Linked DNA regions of Mus musculus: region 1 is linked to region 2. Evidence: chromatin contacts called from public promoter capture Hi-C data. All regions are on one chromosome and are shown on one strand. Each heading gives the region's core, a stretch centred on a gene start, on an enhancer-like site or on the middle of the called end of the contact. The rest is flanking DNA. Distances are from core to core; before and after follow the strand shown.

Evidence for each region. Promoter capture Hi-C pulls out the DNA fragments that hold promoters and counts their contacts.
Region 1: a contact with region 2 is called in a promoter capture Hi-C map of liver, with 4 times the contacts expected there. The contact joins the promoter of Gars here to the promoter of Hibadh in region 2. A contact is called at or near these places in 4 of 39 promoter capture datasets (cranial neural crest, liver and pre-B cells).

The regions. Positions count from the first base shown.
Region 1 is chr6:55,036,361-55,039,289 of GRCm38.p6, reverse strand. It overlaps Gars (glycyl-tRNA synthetase), which reads right to left and starts at 1,289. Exons shown (of 17, transcript NM_180678.3): 1 at 1,057-1,289. The coding sequence starts at 1,248.
Region 2 is chr6:52,638,940-52,641,913 of GRCm38.p6, reverse strand. Hibadh (3-hydroxyisobutyrate dehydrogenase) reads left to right here and starts at 1,614. Exons shown (of 8, transcript NM_145567.1): 1 at 1,614-1,753. The coding sequence starts at 1,666. LOC115490472 (a small nucleolar RNA gene) reads left to right here and starts at 2,559; the gene lies at 2,559-2,680.

The DNA.
Region 1 (2,929 bases), core at 40-2,539, 2.4 Mb before region 2:
GTGGCAGAGGGAGGGGTTTGCAGTGTGTGCTTTTTTTTTTCCCCCAAAATTAGATGTATTGTTCCAAAGGAAGGAGTTAGGTCACAACAAAACAACAAAGGAGTCACACATACATTTATGTGGGGAGTGGAAGGTGGATGGAGACTGAATGTACAGAACATACAATTAAAAAAAGAAAAAATAAAGCCCATAGTGAAAATCAAAATGAAAGCCTATTAACTGAGTCGGGCTCAAACTGGAGCAAAGTGGCAGAATTCCTCGAAGCTGCAGCACCTCAGCTCCAATGAATTATCCTTAAGACAGGATTCCACCCTCCTTAGCTAGACAAACGATTGCATCAGGCGCCAGAGCAGGCGCAACCCGACCGGTGTTTACAGCTAGTAGGTCATGGATGCCGGGCCCTACTGTAAGCTCTGGCTCTCACTGGGTGTGGGTATCATTCCAAATACTTTTCTCCTTTCCCTCTTAAGTCTGATCACCACCACTCAGTGCTACAGTAAAAAAAGGAGATCTGCATTAAATCCCCAGATTCTCCAGCTAAGAAACCTCCCTTCCCTTCCGCAAAATGACATTTTCAGGTGTTCCACCCTAAGAATGGATGACTTCACTGAGTGGCTCGGTCAGTCCATCTACAATTTCCAGCTTGATCCGAAAGCTCGCTGGTTCCAGACACTCTCTTCAGAAGGCAGAAAGATGACAGGAGAGGGATCATGAATTCGCATCAGTATTGGAGGGGGGTGGGGGGTCGACACCTCCCCATAGCCACGTTTCGACCGTGAGCCAGTCCTCAGGCTAAACACTGAAGCAAGGAAGATAAAGAGAAGGGAACGCTTCCCAAAGCATCCCCAAGACTAAAGAAAAGAAGCGCGCAGCATCAGCTTGCCGCTGAGCCGAGCCATCGGGGCGCTCAAAGAGGGAGGCGAAGCCTACGGCTGGATTCGGGGTACGCAGAGAGGGCACGAGGCCCAAGGATCACGGATGCCGACGCAGCGCGGGGACAGGGGAAGGACGGACAGGAGCGGGGTGCGGCGCGCGGCTGCGGGCGAGGGTCGGTACCTGCTGGCGCACGGCTAGCCGCAGTGGGGCCAGCAGCTCCTCCGCGCTGTCCATGCTGCTCCGGGAGGCGGCGGGCTGCGCGGGAGCGCTGAGGAGCCGCTGAGACGCGGACGCTGCGACCACTCGGGGCGGCGACAGGAGCGGCAGCGCGGCGCGGGTGGCTCTGAGCAGCGAGGGGAGCAGACAGGGCATGAGCACGCCGCCTAGGCGGTGCGCAGGGCGGCTACGGAAGCGGCGCGCGGCCCGCCCGGTGCATGATGAAATAGCGCAGCCAGGCCGCAGGCGCGCGCAGCCGCACTTCCCGCAGGCGCGCGCAGCCGCCGCGTCTGCAACCGCAGATTCGGCAGAGAACCCGGAAGGGCACCAACTTGCTCAAAAATGTGTGAAGAGGACGCTCCAGACAAATGCACAGAAGGACATGGCTTCTGAGAGTGCAGTCCTAACCTAGATGCCCGAGCACCTTTAGATCGTGGGCTTCTCTGTTGTCCCAGACGCTCGAATCGCCCCACTGGAACACCCATACTTCTGCTTCTTCCTCAGCCCATTGTTTAGAAGAGTATATAAAGTCACATAAAATCGGAACCTAGAGTTACTATAACTCTAGTGGGTCATGGTGATGCACATCCGTAATCCCAGCACTTGGGAAGACGAGGTAGGAGGATCGTGAGTTCAAGACCAGCCTAAAATACACAGTGAGCCTCTGTCTTTAAGAAACAAACAAACAACAACAGCAAAAACAAAAATATTGCTCAAGACCCAATGTTCCTCGGACTATTTATAGGAATCAGAGTTGCTGTTCTTCTCAGGGCATGCCAGTTAATTTGAAAGACAAGGTGTAGAGGCAAAGGAAAAGTGATTTTACTTGGATAACCACCTCATGGAGCAGTCAGGGGAACTCTAGCCTCAAAGCTCTTGCAGAAGTTATATAGGTTGGATGCTCCCAAACTTGTGGACACCTCACAGCCAGTCAGCCAGATGATGGGCCCAACCGGGAGATACCACCTTCCAGTTTCACAAATATCAAGAAGACCATCATTATCCTTGTGCTATTGTTGTGATTGGTTAGCTGGTTTTTTACACAGTGGACAGTCTAGAGGGCAATGAACCTGGCTCAAGGCCCTCTTTCAGAGAACCCAACTCCATGCAGTGAGAGACCACACGTTCTCAACTCCCAGAAATCTTTGATGCTGTTTTTTAGGGTGAAGAACCAGACACAAGGTAGTTACTAGTTTACCCAGTATCCCCAAGACAAAAGTTAAGCAAGAGGAGGTTTGTGACGCTCTTCATTTGCTTCCAAGTTGCTTTTACTGCCAATTTTAGGGATCACGCGTATTTTTATTAGCTTTACTGGATATAACACCTGGGGTGCTGTGGCAATCTTGGTGTTTTTCAGGAACTTGAAGGTGTAAACCAGTTTAAGTTCCTGGCCCTTTCCTGCAGCCTGCACAGATATCCAAGGGTGACCTTTTGAAATCTGGAGGCTTAAAATTTCACACTCAGAACATGCTATTGCCACCATTGTTTAGAAACATAGATCCAGTGAAGGGGTCCTGACAAAGATCGCTGATGCGTCCTTAGTCTTCACCTATAGTCACTTTTCTGACACCTCAGGCCACCCTGCTTCTTTATCTACAAATAACTCCAAACCCCAGTCTCCAGGAGTCAGGTCCGAAATTCGTTCTCATGGCTACATGCTTGGCAGTCTCATGCATATTTTCCCAGTGACTGGCATGATATGGGCCTGTTTGAGCAAGCCAGGAACAAGTCCAGACAGACCTTTACCCATGGTTTAGCAGCTTGCAGTGTGGGGAACCCATGGACTAATCCAGGCACAGACCAGACCCCTTGTCCCAGGGAATTGGCCCATTGCTGC
Region 2 (2,974 bases), core at 365-2,864:
CATTAATACCATGCCAGAACTCCTGAGCCTGCAAAAAAAAAAAAAAAAAAAAATTGACAATCTTAGTTTTCCTTTTATCAGCCCTGTGGGTGACTAGGAAGAGGCACTTTGCTTTTTAAAGGTCAAACTTGAATCCCTTGATTTTGCTTTTTAGGATGACTGCAGCACAAGGAAAATGAATTAAAACAAGACGAACACAGGTGTTTTTTGTCATTTTGTTTTGTTTTGCTTTTTTTTTTTTTTTTGAGGATGGAAGGTAGGCATCTTGGTTTTCTTATTGCTTGCCCTCCCCCTACCCCCCAAGCCCCATTCTTGCCTCTTGGCCTACTTTTCTTCAAAGGTTACAAGTCTTGTTTTAGTGTACTGAAGATAAAAATTCTCCAGTGGAAATTGAATACTTTGCGATTATCCTCAAGGAACAGATATTCAAATATGTATACTGTCTTACTTAGGGTTTCATTGCTGTGAAAAGACACTATAACCATGGCCACTCTTATAAAAACAAAACCATTTAATTGGGGCTGGCTTACAGTTGCAGTGACCTAGTCTATTGTCATCATGGTGGGGCACATAGCAGCATCCAGGCAGACGTGGCGCTAGAGTTGGTGCTGAGAGTTCTAGGTCTTGATCTGAAAGCAGCAGAAGGGGACTGTGTGCCACACTAGCTGTCGTTTGAGCATATGTAAGACCTCAAAGCTGGTCTCCACAGTGATGCCTTTCCTCCAACAAGGCCACACCTTCTCCAATAAAGTCACACCTCCTATGTGCCAAGCACTCAAACATATGAGTCTATGGGGGCCATGCTTATTTAAGCCACCAAATATACCAAATAGTCAAATAAGGAAAGATCAGCAAAATATCTGTTTTTATAATATACATATATACTACTTCCTGGGTTTAAATGTACCATTAGATTTTGGGTTCAAAAGATGCAGGTTGTAGAAAATTTTAAACATTGACGCATTTCTTGGAACTCAGTAAGTTCCTAGAAATTCTACTCTTCAAAGAGAACAGTGCTATTAAATTACTTCCCTACTACTTTTCAAATACGACTGGAAAAACCATTGAGTTGTATATCACATAGATTTCAGTTATTACACACATGGTAGATTCTGTGATTGTGTTTCAACAGACGCTGAAAATATATATGTTAACCCTGGGAGGTCCATGTATTTATTACTGAAGTTAAAAATGAGTCCCTATACTAGGAAACACAACATTTCTGCTCTTTCCTTTAATACTGCAGTAGCTGCGGTTCTTGTCTGGGAGGAAGAAAAACAATTAGCAGCCCAGTGAAGAGGCAGTTGCTCAGTGCAGGTGCTCGGAGGAGGCGGTAGTGAGCGACAGCCACCGCCTCCCACACACCCCTCAGCTTTTGGGTAAACAAGAATTCTCTCACCCAAAGGTTGTAAATTCAGCAGGAGCCGGAGGCAAGGCAGGGCGTCTATGGATTTCGGGATCCTGATTGGACTGTTCCCGACTCCGGCCACGCCTCTCAACACAGTGCTCCGCCCCGCGCTGGGCGGAGTCCAAGCCGAGCAAGGAGAGCGCGTGCGCGAGCTGTCCTTACGGAGGTGCGGGCCATCCCGGCTGCGCACACTCGTAGTTCACAGGCCGTGTGTGAGGCGGCGGAGGTCACGGCGCGGAGGCGGGGCGGGGGACAGCATGGCAGCCTCCTTGGGGTTCCGGGGAGCAGCCTCCGGCCTCTGGTACTGGAGCGGCCGGCGGCGGCCCGTGGGCAGCCTTGCAGCGGGTAAGGACCTCGCGCCCCATCTGCTCTTCTTCCTCTGGTCATCCGAGGAGGGCTTTTCGCCCGAAGGGCTGCGGTTGGTTTGAGGGTAAAAGCGACAATTGTGGTCGCCTCCTAGGCCTGGGCCCCCTTGTAACTGCCTCCTGAGCCGTCAGCCTTCCACTCCTGCCCTATGCCCGGCTCCAGATTGTTCAGCGTTTCCTCTGCGGGACCCAGGAACAGCTTGTGATGAAGGGAGGAATGTTTGGGTCCCTGGCGTGCGCTTTGGATTTGGGGCTCCTAGGACATTTGGAGGGCTCAGCTCCAGAGGTGACCCCACCGCACCCACCTCTGGGACCCCTGGCCTTCCAGCTCCCTGGCTTCACCCTAAGCGGGGGCTCCCTCAGACTTCAAGGCCTAATTTGTGTTTTAACTACTCTAGTCGGTGGCATGGCGGTATCCTAGAAATCCAGCAAAGTTTGTCACCCTTGACCAGCAAGCAGAGCGAACTCCATTATGAAATGGAGTTGTGCTGCCTCAAAGTGGTGGACTTTTGTCGAAATATTAACCACAATTCTTTGCCTCAAAGTTGTGTCTATAACCTAACCGACTACTATGCTGTGCTGCAAGTATGGAAAGTGACCAGGTTTTAAGCTTTTAGAGCGACATGAATATCTGAGAACTGCTTTTCACATGAGGATCTCCCAAGGCCTTAGAATGAGTAAATTGGGACTTCTCCAACAAGATCCAGGAAGTACCCCTTGTTTCTCCCTGACTCTTGGATTTTCTAGGACATCAAGACACCTCTTTAATTAAGAATTGGTTGAAATGGTCATTACCAAGGCTTTTAGAATGCAGTTTCTCATTTGCTGTGGACATGACCATAAAGAAAAATTCCCATGAGGGTTTTCATATGCTACTTGTCTAGCAGTTAACCTGTTGGGAACATGTGTTGAAAAAAAAAATTGGTTGATTTGTGGGAGATACCGAAGGATTTTTTTTTTTAAATGTAAAAGTTTATTTTAACAATGTGCTGGTTAGCACTATCATATACAGGACTAGCAAACAAAACACCGTTGCCTTTGCTTAGCATGCAGGAGGCTCTGGATTCAGGGTGCTTGTGTTCACTTGTTTTAATTTTTGTGTAAGAAATATGTTGGGAGTTGATTTCTGAGCAGCTCCCAGTCTTTGCCCTCAGGAAAAACTTATGAAATTTCTTTCTGCTTTGGAAGAGCATTTGTGTGC